Linked DNA regions of Mus musculus: region 2 is linked to region 1. Evidence: chromatin contacts called from public promoter capture Hi-C data. All regions are on one chromosome and are shown on one strand. Each heading gives the region's core, a stretch centred on a gene start, on an enhancer-like site or on the middle of the called end of the contact. The rest is flanking DNA. Distances are from core to core; before and after follow the strand shown.

Evidence for each region. Promoter capture Hi-C pulls out the DNA fragments that hold promoters and counts their contacts.
Region 2: a contact with region 1 is called in a promoter capture Hi-C map of liver, with 3 times the contacts expected there. The contact joins the promoter of Depp1 here to the promoter of Atg7 in region 1. A contact is called at or near these places in 1 of 39 promoter capture datasets (liver) and 1 of 9 other capture datasets (liver).

The regions. Positions count from the first base shown.
Region 1 is chr6:114,638,806-114,646,099 of GRCm38.p6, reverse strand. It overlaps Atg7 (autophagy related 7), which reads right to left and starts at 2,973. Exons shown (of 19, transcript NM_028835.5): 1 at 2,950-2,973.
Region 2 is chr6:116,646,655-116,653,948 of GRCm38.p6, reverse strand. Depp1 (DEPP1 autophagy regulator) reads right to left here and starts at 3,265. Exons shown (of 2, transcript NM_145980.2): 1 at 3,104-3,265; 2 at 1,102-2,256. The coding sequence starts at 2,251. The coding sequence ends at 1,634. Rassf4 (Ras association (RalGDS/AF-6) domain family member 4) reads left to right here. Exons shown (of 11, transcript NM_178045.4): 4 at 6,240-6,382.

The sequences.
Region 1 (7,294 bases), core at 1,724-4,223:
CTCCATCCTGTTACCTGGAATTTTATACAACCACCCAGGACTTGAAGCACCTCCCACTCCTTAGAAGTATTCTGTCACTAATTCATTCATTTCTGGAGACTGGGCTTCATGTAGCCCAAGCTGGCCTTGACCAAGGCATGCAGCTGAAGATGGCTTTGTTCCTTGTCCATTTTCATGTGGTTGTGTTGTCCATGTATGTATATGCGTGTTTGCATTATGGGAGGGCACATGTGCACAGGGGTGCACATATGTGCACATTCTTGTGGAGGCCCAGGTTGAAGTTGGGAGTCATCCTCCATCACATTCCACCTTGTTCCATTGAAGCAGTCTCTCAATCAGACCCAGGACTCATCAATATTCCATATCATTAGTCTAGCTAGCCAGCTTGCTCTGCACAGCCAGCCTCTACCCTCCAAGGCTGAAATTACAGACAGGTCATCAAGCCCACCTGGTACTTATGAGGATTCTGGGTCGCTGATCCTTGTGTTTGCATGGCATGGGTAAGCCACTGAAACATTGCTCCAGGCCTCAACTTTTTTATTTGTTTAGACAAAGCCCCACTGTGAAGATCAGGATGGTCTCCAGTTCCTAAGGTACTGAGATGAAACGATTGTACAATTATGCCTATCAGAAGATTGATCTCTTGGTTTTTAAAGACAAGGTCTCTCTGAATAGCACTGGCTACCCCTGTAATTTATTCTGTAGATGAGGCTGGCCTTGAACTCGGAGATCCACCAGAGTGCTGGGATTAAAGGTGTGCACCACCACACCTAGCATGTGGAACTCTTAATCCTTCTTTCTCTGCTTTCTCTGCCTCAGCCTCTCAAGTGCTGAGATTAAGATAATCACTACCAGCCGGGTGTGGTGGTGCACGCCTTTAATCCCAGCACTCCGGAGGCAGAGGCAGGCGGATTTCTGAATTCGAGGCCAACCTGGTCTACAGAGTGAGTTCTAGGACAGCCAGGGCTACACAGAAAACCCTGTCTTGAAAAACAAAAACAAAAAAAAAAAAAAAAAAAAAGATAATCACTACCACCTCATTTAAAGTGTACAATTCACTGACACTTAACTTACAAATAAAGCCTGGTACATAATAGGCATTCGCATGTGTCTTTTATTTGGTATTCAAGTATGCCATTTACTTGGTATATCTATGCATATTTGTTAAACATATATACCAGACACTGCTTTGTATGTTAGGATTTAATAATATAAAAGTCTTGTATCACAGTAGAACTGACTATAAAGAACTAAGTGCATTTAGCTACAGAGGAGAGAGGAAGGCAGTCTAGCAGTTTTCAAAGATACACATGGGGCAACTAAAAGCAAGTATGACTCTAATTGGGCAATGGGCTGTGACTGCAAGCCACAGTCCTTAACTCCTCACATGACTTTTTTGAGTAAGAACTGGGTGGAGGCAAGCTGGAAGCAACAGGAAGTCATGAGCTTTCACAAACCAAGGCCAAAAAAAAAAAATAAATAAAATAAAATAAAATAAAAAATAAACAAATAAACAGTCTATGGGAAAGGAAAAGCCCGAGGCAGAGCCCTCAAGTCTACAAGGCAGACAGGTCTGTTTACCAGTTACATGGGTTTTAAAAAAAGAAAGACAAAGTCAAACCAACATAAAAAGCCACCAAATTAGCACGTTTGAAAGGGAAAGCACATTTGTGACCAGGATTTATAAATAGGATGCCTGATATGGGAGTGAAGCTCTGAGGTGATGATAGAGTATTTGCTGTCAATATGACTCCAAAGTCTCTTTTTTTTTCCCCAGGAACCACTTTCCATTTGTTTACCCCTGTTTCCCCCCTGTATAAGCTATAAGGCACACACACACACACACACACACACACACACACACACACACACACCGTCTTGTAATTTATCCATTAGAAATAGGAAACCCTGGATGTAAAAAAAAAAAAAAAATCAATAAATAGTCCATGATATTATGATGCCCAGCATGCAGGAACACATCAGAAAAACAGGCGTAGTGGTACACACCTGTAATCCCAGGACTCAAGGAGGTGGAAGTAGAAATATAAAAACTCAAAGGCCGGCCTCTGCTTCACTGAGTGTTCAAAGACAGCATGGGGTGCATGGCATTCAGTCTTAAAAAAATAAATTAATTTATACTGGAAAGCTGACTCGACTCAGTGCTTACAAAGACCTGGGTAGGGTTTCCAGCACCCATATCAGGCACAGCTTGCCTGGAGCTCCACTTCTGCTGGGGTCCGCCATGTCTTGTCTCTGGAGGCATGAGACCACACACGCATACACGCACTCAAAGTTACAAATAATTTTAAAGAATTAAATAAAATTGCAGACGCAGGTTGATTCGGTCTCATCTCAAATTCAATTTGGCATGTGCTGGTAATTGAACCCAGGACCCTGGAACGCTGAAGAACCGCTCTGGGACTTAACTACATCCCACACCCGTTTTCCAGTTTGCAAAAGGGTTTGTGTCCGATTGCCTAGGCTGGTTCTAAATAGCAGTTCTCTTGGCTCAGGTTCCCTGCGGCTGGGGTCACCTCTCTCCGCGACCATGCCTGGCTCAGAAACTTTCTGACAAGTGCATTTGCCTCACCAGGCTGATTTCCTATAAAGTACTAATTTGTAATCTCTGGGTCCTTTAAGGGGATGCAGAACCTCTAGTAGAAAAGATTTAATTATGTCCTCCTCATAAGTAACAAGATCAAGTCCCTTCACAGTCCGGGGACACAAGCTTACTCCGTGGCCGGTCCACACACGCCAAAGGCAGCACTTCACAGAATGAGCAACCAGAGGCGCCTCCCGACCCGGAGATCGCAACACTCTCTGCCGGAGTACGAGGGGACCGAGTATAGACAGGTGAAGAATATTCCAGACCAGCCCAAAACTGGCTTCAGCTTTCCTAAGTGAACCCCGCCAGCCCCGGCAGCTGCTCCGCAACCACGGCTTACTTACCGCCGCTCAACTTCCGGCAACCACAGCCCCAGCCGCGCCGCGCGGCCCAATGACGTAATAACCCAGCCCACACAAACGCGGAAGCGCGGCGCGCATGCGCACTACAACAACAACGACAAAAAGGGTCCCCACAACCGCAATAACGGGGCGAAACTAAGGCTAACCTGTAAGCCTTTTGGGGCTTGTAAGGAAGATTACATTTTCCTGCGAGTGACTCTACAGTACTACGGAATTATTATCAAATTCCCAGGGTAGTACTAGAGTACAGGTGTTGAAACAAGGTTTATTTTTATTTTTTGCATTTTTAATTTTTTAAAAAGGTTATGTCCTCCTCATATTTACACTACATAGCCATGGCTGTTCTGGACCTGTATACATATACATCAGTCTAGTCTCGAACTAACAGAGATTGCTTACCTTTGCTTTGCCCCAGTGCTGGGATTAAAAGCTTGCCCAACCAAATATAACTCTGGAAAACCAAATAGAATCTAAAATATCCACCAAGCTACTGCAGCCAGCAACTTCAGTGACTATAAAATCACTTCTTAAGAACCTAATATGGGCCAGACGGTGTGGGATATGTCTTAAATTCCAGCATTTGGGCTGGGCGTGGTGGCACAAGATTTTAATCCCAGCCCTCAGGAGGCAGAGGCAGGCAGATTTCTGAGTTCAAGGCCAGCCTGGTCTACAAAGTGAGTTCCAGGACAGCCAGAGTTATACAGAGAAACCCTGTCTCGAAAAACAAAACAAAACAAAACAAAACAAAAAATCCAGCATTTGGGAGGCAGAGGTAGGTGGATCTGTGAGTAGTGAGTTCTGGGACAGCCAGGGCTACACTATCTCAAACAAAACAAACAAACAAATAAAACGAACAAAAAACTTACTACTGGGAAAACATTTTTTTTTTTGACAGGATAATGAACATAATGAAATGCTCTAGCCTGGGGAGTCTTGCACATGAGTGACTTCCTTAGCGACAAGAGTGTACTTGACTTGATTTAGTTCTATAGTCCAGGATGATCAGAGCTCAAGGCAAGCATCCTGATACCGCATCACCATTGCTGAGATGGCAGTCCACGGACACCTTTCCTGGCACACAGTGCCTTTGGAGTGCCTCTAGGGATTCATCATAATATCTTGGACTATTTATTGATTTTTTTTTACATTAAGGGTTTCCTATTTCTAATGGATAAATTACAAGGTGGTGTGTGTGTGTGTGTGTGTGTGTGTGTGTGTGTGTGTGTGTGTGTGCCTTATAGCTTATACGGGGGGGGGGGCAGAGTAAACAAATGGAAAGTGGTTCCTGGAAAAAAGAAAGAGAGACAGACAGAGAGAGAGAGAGACAGACACTTTGGAGTCAGAGTGACAGGAAATAATCTTAGACTCTGAAAAATAAGAAAAAAAACCCCACAAAATGAGCGTTAGGAAGAAGGCATGAAGTTGGGGAACAAGGAATAACTACTGGAATGGAAGACCACCCTGAACTACAGGTGGGTAAATGTCTCCAGGACCACAACTGGCTACCAATCACAGCTGATCAACAATTTTGCACCCAAGTCATCATCTTGCCCCAAACATCACAGAGAGCAAGATGGAAGGTGTGAATTCCTGCTTCTGATAAGTTTTCTCTGCTTAAGGAGTAACACACAAGACCAGAAAAAAAAAGGCAAATGGGAGCTAGTATAATACAAGAGGGCTGGACCATGCTGTGCTGGATGGACTGTTCCCTCTCCTGGCCAGCCTGTTCTCTGGTGGCTTCTTTGATGGGAGAAGCTAACCTTGGGACAAATGAAAATTTATCTATCCCCACACACTCTTCTCAATATTTTCAGTGGTATGCACAGAGTAGGCTACATTGAAGTGACACTGTGATCATTCTTTTTAGGATGGGGACTTGGAATGCTACATTGGCCTAAAGCTGTAGAACTAGATATCCTTACACTGAGGTTATGCACGGGACTCTGCAAGACCTAGAGCCTAGGTTCAAGATCCTAGGCTGAGCCTGAGGCTGGTCCTTTGTGATTACAGTGAATATTTTTGATTGGGCATGTGCATATCTACCTGGGGGAAACAAGGAACAAAGCACCAAGCAGTAAAAGGTGTAATGTAAGGAACTGTATTAGCTGAGACTTCTCAGGAAGGCACTGCCCTCCTACAAATGATTCCAGAGAACCCCAAGATGATTGTCTTCAATGTAAATGACTCAGAACTTCAGAATGTCAAGGGGTCGACTTGGAAAAACATTGTGTACTTTAATTTGAATTCAATGGTATTTTATTGGGACAATGTACTCCTGAAAGTCAACGGATATTGGAGGCATTAAAGAGATTGTCCAGAAGCATGAAGATATAACAGTCTCGTCATTCCCAGTGGTAGGGAAAAAAAGACATGCACCACAAAAAGAAACAAAACAAAACAAAAACAAGAACAAGAGAATGATCACAGAACAGCCTATGACTTTTACAATGCAACGAATATACTAAATACACCCTTTCTACAAATGGACTTATATTATGTTCAGGATCAACTTGACAAAGGGGGGATGTTGTTTGTCTGTCAATGGATCAGAACACAGAGCATTCCAGTGTGATATCACATACCTGGAATCTCAGCACCTGAGACTTGGAGCATGCAGAACAAACATTCCACCAGATTGAAAAAGTGCCCTAGAGACAGACATATGTTTGAAGAGGAATAGAACACCGATGAGAAGATAGCTATATAAATAGATAGACAAATAGACGAGAAATAAGTGGGTGGATAAAAGAAGAAAGCAAACAAGAGCAAAAAACAGCAAGGCATTTGCTTATGGGAATAAAATACATATTTAGTTTGAGCCTAGATCCAGAGGCAGGGGGGTGGCAGTGAACTGGGACCCAGCAAGGTCTACTACATCCTCCAAAGTAATGTGGGTTTGAATAGTTGGGACAAATCCACAAAGAAGAAGAAAAACACATCCAGAGTTAATGGTTTGAATATCGTGAGCTTCATTGAGAAACATAAAGAACGAAGAAAATGAATGAAGAAAGATGTAAACAAGCCTCAGTGGGTGACAGAGATGCCTAAGACAGGATGAGAGCAGAAAAAAACACACTAGATCTCTGCTGAAGACTGGCTGTACTTCTGTACTAGTCAGGGTTCTCTAGAGTAAGTGAATTTTTGGATAGTCTCTATATAGTAAGGGAAATTGTTATGATGACTTAAAGTCTGTAGTCCAATGCCCCAACAATGCTCAGGTGTGAATAGGAAGTCTAAGGATCTAGGAGTTGCTCAGTCCCAAAAGGCTAGTAGATTCTAAGAGATGTGCTGGCAAGTAAAGCTTGGAATCCAAAGAGGAGAAAATCTTCCTTCTTCTAATATCCTTATGTGGGTCTACAGTAGAAGGTGTGGCATAGATTAAATGTGTACCACCAAGCCTGTGTCTGGGACTTGTTTTGTCACAGAGTGAACTTGTACTGAGAAATCTCCTTGCCTTAGTCTCCTGGGAGTCATAGCCACTGTGTCTCAAGATCTCCATGCCAAAATCCAGGTGAGAAAAAGCTATCTGTCAGCCTCAACATGAGGATCACAGATGAGACTTCCAAACTTGATTGTAGACAATTCCAGATACAGTCAACTTGACAACCAGCAATGAATATTATAGCTTCCATATTTGCCTATAAGCCACCACTGGAAAAGTTACGACTGAACAAAACATAGAAGCTTCCTGTAGTCAAGCACCAAAATCTGGGGCTCCAGTCCACAGAGAGAGAATCAGAGAGGAGAATGCAAAGCAAGAAATCATCCACCTTAAATGTTAATGGAAATGAACCATCCAAAATCCATCACAAATTTGAGATATAACCTCAAAATACACCTACACAAAAAATGTACAGCGAGAAAAAGTGGTACTTGCAATTTCATTCATCCATAGATGAGGTAAGAGGAGAGGGTTCACTCTGTCAAGGCTAGCAAGGGAAACTAAGTGAACTCAAAACCCAATTAAAAATAGGAGGAAAAACACAGTCTAGGATTGTTGGGAGCCGCCCTCACATTCGCCATTGCAAGATGGCGCTGACATCCTGTGTTCTAAGTGGTAAACAAATAATCTGCGCATGTGCCAAGGGTAGTTTTCCACCCCATGTGCTCTGCCTTCCCCATGACGACAACTCGGCCGATGGGCTGCAGCCAATCAGGGAGTGACACGTCCTAGGCAGAGGATAATTCTCCTTAAAAGGGATGGGGTTTCGCCATTCTCTCTCTTGCTCTCTTGCTCTCTGGCTCCTAAAGATGTAAGCAATAAAACTCTTGCACTCTTGCTCTCTTGCTCTCTTGCTCTCTGGCTCCTAAAGATGTAAGCAATAAA
Region 2 (7,294 bases), core at 2,016-4,515, 2.0 Mb before region 1:
TTGCCACGTGCCAGGAGTCTCCCTCTGACCCAGTTTCCACACTGCTTCACAGATGGGGACGACGTAAAGAGGCTCGGTGTCTCATCTAGTGCCCATCTAGTCTCCAGCCAGCTACCCCCTCTGCAGTAGATCTGCCTTCCTATCATACCTGGGGACATTTTGCCTAAGGGCTTTCTTGTAGAAGATCAGTTTGAGGCTGTGATAGATGCAAACTGCACCTCTATCTATGTCCATGTGTACAGATTTGCAATTCCTGTCAAGGACAAAGGATTGTGTTGGTCTCCTGCATTTTACAAACAAACAAAGAAAAAAAACTGAATAGACCACTTGTCTGAAGTATTTTCTTTTTGCTGTGTGGTTTGCATTCTGATTCTAAGAATATATATGCAAAAGAGGACATGAAAGTGGTTAACGTCTCTCTTTTCCTAGACCCTTCCATCCTGAGTGTGGTCAGCTGGCTCCAGCCCATACAAGGGAGCAGATGCTGGGCCTTGAGTCCTGATTCTTTTCCAGTCTCCAAGACCACACCCACCTCTCTGAGAAGGGAAACCCTCCCGTCCCAAACTTCCCTGCTTGGTAGATGCCTCCAGGAGCTGACATTCTCTGGACTGGGGGAACTCAGTGCTGGTCTGGATTTCCAAAGCCTTAGGACATCCCGACCTAGCCAGAATAATGGGGTTGGACAGCTTTGTGATGTGCCCCCTTCTGTAACAAGGGCCTAGGTGAAGCTGGTGGGCACATGCAAGAAAATCAGAGATGAGACCACTAGACCCAGTATGTGACAGCCTGCAGGCTACGTGCTGCATTCTGTTTTGGCCCTGAGCATGAGAATTCTCTAATTCTCTGGTACCACAATGAGATTTGGACACTGGAGTCAAGATAGCATGTCCCCTGGGTACCTAGGTGACAATCCCTATGAAACACAGTAATACATCTGCTGAGACCTCATATCTTTTGTTGGGCCTCTGGAAATATATGCCTGAAGGTAGAGCATAGAGGCCAGGCCCTTCCTTGGATGCTTTTAAGACAGTGTTTTTCAACCTGAGTCACAGCCCCTTTCGGGGTTGAACGACCCTGTCACAGAAGCCACCTAAGAGCACTGGAAAGCTCAAAGATTTACACCATGATTCGTAACAGTAACAAAATTGCAGTTATGAAGTAGAAACAAAAATCATTTTATGGTTGGGGGGTCACACAACATGAGGAACTGTATTAAAAGGTCACAACATTAGGATGGTTGAAAGCCACTGCTTTAGGGGCCTGAGACCCTTTTCCTTGGTCCTTTGCCCTTGGTTTCTCATGAGACTGTGGCAGCCACCCAGAGTACAGCCCGCATCTCCTCATTAGAGCAATCTGGGAGGTGGTCACTCCACCTACACTCACTTTAGTCATGATAAAACCAAGACATAGAGGACACTGAGTCGCTTCAAAGTCACGGGCCAGCCAGACACAAAAGGTACCAGTCAAAGTCGCATTGTGGGAGCTAGACTGTCATCGCTCTTTAGAGGATGGGTCTCACTAGGAATTGCCCAGTCCCTGCAGACCTGCCAGGAAGTGTCCACCACAGGAGAGGAAAGCTAGAGAGAGCACAGGGGCCCACCATATCCTTTATGGGTTTTTCCTGGGGTAGGAGTTAGAGTTCATGGATCACTGGGAGGTGCAAATAGAGAGTACCTAGGATACTGCTGGGGCGAGAGCTGGAGACGGACGCTAAGGCCCGGCAGGACTTTCTAGAAGTCCAGCTTTTCAGGTCGGAGGTCTGGTGCCTGGGCCCTGGTTTTCTTCCCAGAGAGTGCTCAGGTACCCTGGCCTCACAGAGTCTCCCCGTGTCCTTGCCCATCTGTCTGGGCACATCCCAGGGATCTGAAGAACCAGTCCTGTTGGGTCGACCTCTCCCATCTGCCTGCTCTCCCTGTGACTTCCCAAAGAGCCAGTCCAGAGGGTTGTCAGTGCCGGGAGAGGGCAGTGTGGGCTGCAGGCTGCTGACGCAAAGAGAGCTGTCTCCTGGAGACTCGGCCTGGCGCCTCTTCTCTCGAGTCCAGGCTGGCCGGGAGGGTCTGTTGGGACGGCTCTGGGCTGTGACCTTGTCCAGCACTGAGGTGGGCTGTGCCAGCTGACAGATACACCTGACGTAGTCATCCAGGCTGGGGGACGCTGGGGGTTCCTGCCCAGCTGCCCCATGTGACAGCTCTTCTGACATTTCCCGAATCGTTGGCAAATGGGGCACGGGCAGCAGAAGCCGGGACCTCATAGCTGCTAATAAAGCAAAAGCAACCTGTTAGCCAAGAGGAAACCAGTGGCGAGCCCGCCATGCCACCCTGACACCCTCCTACTTCCTCTCCCTCATCGGAGATGCTACACGGGGCTCGGGTACCCAGAAAACAATAAGAAACCTGCAGATCTGAGACCAAGGCTCACCCCCCTGCCCCCACCCGCACTCATCCTTCCAGCTACCACCAAAGTACCCAGCTCACTAAGGCTTCATCATTAGTGTTGTTTAAGAATAGCCAGATAGTCGGGGCTCAGTGGTAAGGGTACTTATTCTTGCAGAGAGCCTGAGTTCAGTTCTTAGCACACACATAGTGGCTCTAGCCATCTATAAATCAAGTTCCAGGGGTCTGACTGGCATGTGTGTAGCACACATACATTAGTGTAGGCAAAATATCCATGCATATAAAATAAAATAAATTAATTAAAAATTTTAAAATGAAGAACGAACAGGTAAGAAAACGGGGGGGGGGGTATTAATGTGGGGTCAGAGAACACCTAGGTTTTAAACTCGTCTCTGCCACTTAATGACTTAGAGACTGGCAATGTCACCTCTCTAAACCTCTAATTACTTGTCTGAAAAATAGGGTTATAAACATCCCACTGGCAGGGATATATGGGGAAATTCACGGAGACATAGCTTTGACATCACAGCTCTCCTGTAAACACAAAGGCCTTGTATAAACACCTTATTATCATAGTGGTCGGTGGTACCCACCCCCCTGCTCTCTATCCAGTAGTCAGGCCGTGAAAGCTCGGGATGAGAGATGCTCTCAGAGATAAACTAGCCCCGTGTTTTAAAAGTGTCAAGCCAAAGGGTGGCTGCTCTTCTTACCTGTAAGTCAGCAGTCAGGGTGGCAGGAGTCTAGATGGGTAAAGACTGTCTCCTCTAAAGGAAGCCCCAGAGGCGGGCAGTCACAGCCGGGTCTCTAGCTCTTGGTCCCTGGGAAGAGGACAGTCAGGACGATGTGCTGTGGTTTCTTCCCCTGTGCGGTCTGGCAAACCCAACACACACTGCTGCTTTTACACGGTTCCTCCGGTCATCAATCATTGTCAGGAAAAGCTCAAAATAACAGCACTTTGGAAGGTTCTCAGGGGAAAGCACAGAGGGTGGGGCTTGGCCCAGCTGCCAGCCTGGAATTTGTGTATGTGCCTGCAGGAGGTTGGGAAATATTTACACTGTAGGGTGAGGTGTGGGGCAGCCACCTCACCTGACTTAGACAGCTTTACTATGGGTAGAGAGCAAAGCCAGCCTGGGGGTTCCTGGGACCTGGGGACTGCTGGAACCTGGGACCTCCATAGGACCCCCATGGGCTTCCACCCCTGTCTGGTATAGCACAGTATTTTCTACTATGGATTACCCCAGGACCTGTGATCCTGTGACACGCCAGCCTTGTGCTAAGTTTTGCTGAGTTCCAGGCCTACACTTATGATCATGATAACACATGAGGCTTGCAGGGTGAGGGACATCACCTTACACAAGTGCCGGGGCAGCTTGACAGTCTGTCTGACTTCTCTCATAACATCTCAGATACTTTCAAGGAGAAATTTGCTTGCCCGTTGTTGGCCAGGCATGTGCCAGTGACTGCTAATGGCATAGCAAATACTGTGGACAAATCACCACGTATGATGCCTGTTTCCCAGTGAGAAGGATTATGGAGTCATCAGTGGGCAGGCGCAGTGACTCAGCACTCAGGATGGCTGCAAAATAGAGCGCCGAAGGGCTGTGGAGCAGCAGAAGAGGGGGTGGTCCAGGTCAGGTGGGCCAGATGATACCAAAGCAAGGGCAAGGCACTATAGGTTTGAGTAAGGAGCTGTAGTGTGGCTTCTGCCAGATGCCATGCTCGGGCAAATGACAGCAGCTGTGAGAAACCAGGGGACTCCAAGGGTGATACCAACACAGTGGCAGCTGAAGGCAAGATGGACAGCCCTGGGAAGGAACCGGCTTTGCGTTTCTCAGGCCTCAGCGCCTCTGCTCACCTACCCTCAGAAGCGGGAGGAAGAGGAGTTACAGAGGGAACAGTACGTTCAGGTCTGATACATGAGGGCTGGACAGACACTAGCCTCCTGCAGCATGGTGAGCTGCTGGTCTTGTGTCTATGCATTCCAAGTGTAGCATTAGAGTCATGGGTAAAGGCATGGGGACATTGGAGATACTGAACAATGCTTAAGTCAGGTGACAATTCCCAACTTACACCTGAATGATTCCACAGGACTCCAGCCTTTTGCCTGACTGTTTAGGCAAACACTGTGAGGCCGTATCAGGAAGCTGTGTGTGGTTTTGATAGCCTTAGACTCTTCTCTCTGTGGTCAGTGAGGTGTTTGAAACTAGGCATGACTGTTAGCCGACCATGAGATCCACACTGTGAGTGGGGGTGAGGCCATCCCCACGTGAAGGTTCTCATGACATCCCTGTTTTCACGGGGGCTTTCCAGGACAATGAAGAGAGAGGAGACTCCATGGGGCAGTGGGTGGGGCATGATTTCACTTAAGTGTAGTGTGGAATCCAAAATAACTCAAATGCATAGAGGCAGAAAGAAGGAAGATGGCTATCAAGAGTGGTAGGGAAGAAAGAGAAGTAGGGACCCCAGTTCTTCCAGATGAATGAATCTTAGAGATCCACGGGGCAGCACCAGGCCCACTGCAATCCCCTGTGCTGTACGTTTAAGTAGCCATTAAGTATGTGAGTCTTCAGACCTCACTTAGCACACCCTTCACCACCATGCCTTAGCATCACTCCATAGCAGAGACCTAATCGCAGGCTTTGCTTAGCTTCCTGTTCCATGGATTAGGAAGCTTGGCTGAACTCTTAATTAGACCCCACGTCATCACCATCATCCGTTGTGTTCTCAAACATCTTCAGTGTGCGTGTTAGCCATCATGAATCATGGTTAGTAGGCCTATCCATGCCACCATCCAAGATGGGAACTGTGTGGCAAATAGATATGAAAAGAGATTAGTTACGGTTTAAGCGGTAACTGGATGTAGAACATCACTGAATAAATACCCAAAGAGAAGAGAAGAGAAAAGAGGTACGGGGAGAATAGGGGTACATGTGGGACTCTTATATTAAATGTTCTTGGCCCAAGACGTATATGTAAATAAATAAAATATAGGGTGAGAGCCATGAGAGAGTGAGGCTGGAGTCTCTCAGTGGTGCCAGAGGTTTCAGGTAGGTCCCGGACAGTACAGTTGCTCATGGAGTAATCATAGAGTACAGGGAGCCTAGAGAGTCCCATGAAGAGAGAGAGGCTGGAAATACGTCAGAGACAAAGAACCAAGGACCGAAGAAGTTTGAGCCAGAGTCAGGAGGGTGCCTGTGGGGTGGAATACTGTGGGTTGAGTAGCAGTCCTTTCATTTGGAGACCTAAGGAAGTCGGAGAAGGCTGAAGGTTCAGTATGAAAATAGCATGAAATACTCATGATAGACCATGGAAATGTCCCAGAAGTGTTAGGCAAACCAGCATCCACCATTAGGGGAAAAAAAAGGCAGTTGGCATTGCCACTGATGGATGTGTGGAGAGAAAAACAAGGCAGGGAACACAGACAGTAGGATGTCCAGTAGAGCCTGGTGGCTATGGGATTCTCTGTCCCAGTGCCCTTTGAGTCAAGGAGCCTAGCCCAGTACAAGTGTCCAGGCATGCCTCCCCCCGCTCGTGCTTCCTCCCGGCAGTGTAGACGTGCCTGCCAGACACTTGCGGTGTCCTAGGGGACACCTGACTCAGCAGCTCCATGCTGGCCTCCGCCCTGCCTTTGGCCGGGCCTGGACTTAGCAGCGGAAGGAACACCTCATGTGTCCTCCTGCTGGTCCCTGCCCTCGTGCACTGAAGCATGCACACACAGCTCGCTCTTCCCTGGGAGGGTTGGGGGGCTGAGCATCGTGTTCCCGAGCAGGTCACAAAGAGGAAGGACAGACATCTTTAGGGAAGCTTCTGGATTTTTGAAATGACTGACCTGTGTTTCTCCCACAGGAAGAAGGGACTCTGATCATCGAAGGACTCCTCAACATTGCCTGGGGACTCAGACGACCCATCCGGCTGCAGATGCAGGATGATCGGGAGCGAGTGCACCTGCCGTCTGCCACATGGGTGCCTGAGAGGCTCAGCTACCTCCAGTGAGTGTCTGGCAGGTAGAGTGGAGCCAGGGACCTCCGTGATGTCTATTATCATGGTGCACCACATTATATGTGGAGTTCTCTGTCCCAGTGGGTACCCCAGCCTTGGGGTAGACGCTTCACTGCTGTATGGGGCTTAGGAATGGAGCGCAGACCAAACCCCTCTCCTGTTCAGTGGTTACCTCAGTCCTTTCTGGCCTTACCCACTGCAACACACAACCTTACTTAGGGTGCCCTCCCTGGGATGATATGACCTTTGCCCCTCCTCCAGGAGAATAATTTCATGCTCCCAACACCTGCTTTATGGTGCTGGGGACAGAACCCACGCCTAAGTGCTATACTAATGAGCTATGTCCTCAGCCTACTGGGATCTCCTTGAAAGGAAATTTTAGGGATTCATCCAAATTTATTTTCGCTACTGCTTCACATTAGTGACAGATTCTGTTTGCATCAATTTACCAGAATTTAAAATCCGATTTATTTTACCATCAGGACAAAGGCAGTTAGTCTGAGTTTTGCTTCTTTGCGCAATGATTCTTCAGAGGCACACATTCAGAATTTTGTCCTTGCCAAATATGCAGATAAGATGGGCATGGTGATGTAAGTTTGCCTGAGATTACAACCCTCAGTAAACTGAAGGGCAGAGGAATTCTGAGTTTGAACCCAGGTCAGGCTCACATACAGAAACACTGTTTTAAAAACATATATGTGAAGGAGCTGGAGAGTTGGATCAGAAGTTGCAGCTGCTCTGACCTTAGTTCAGTTTCCAGCATGCATACAGTGGTTCAGAGCTGCCTATAACTCTATTTCCAGGGATTCCAGTGCCCTTTTCTGTCCTCCATGGGCTCCTGCAAAATGTGGTGCATATAAACTTACCTACCTGAGTACACATGCACACTCAATAGATGATAG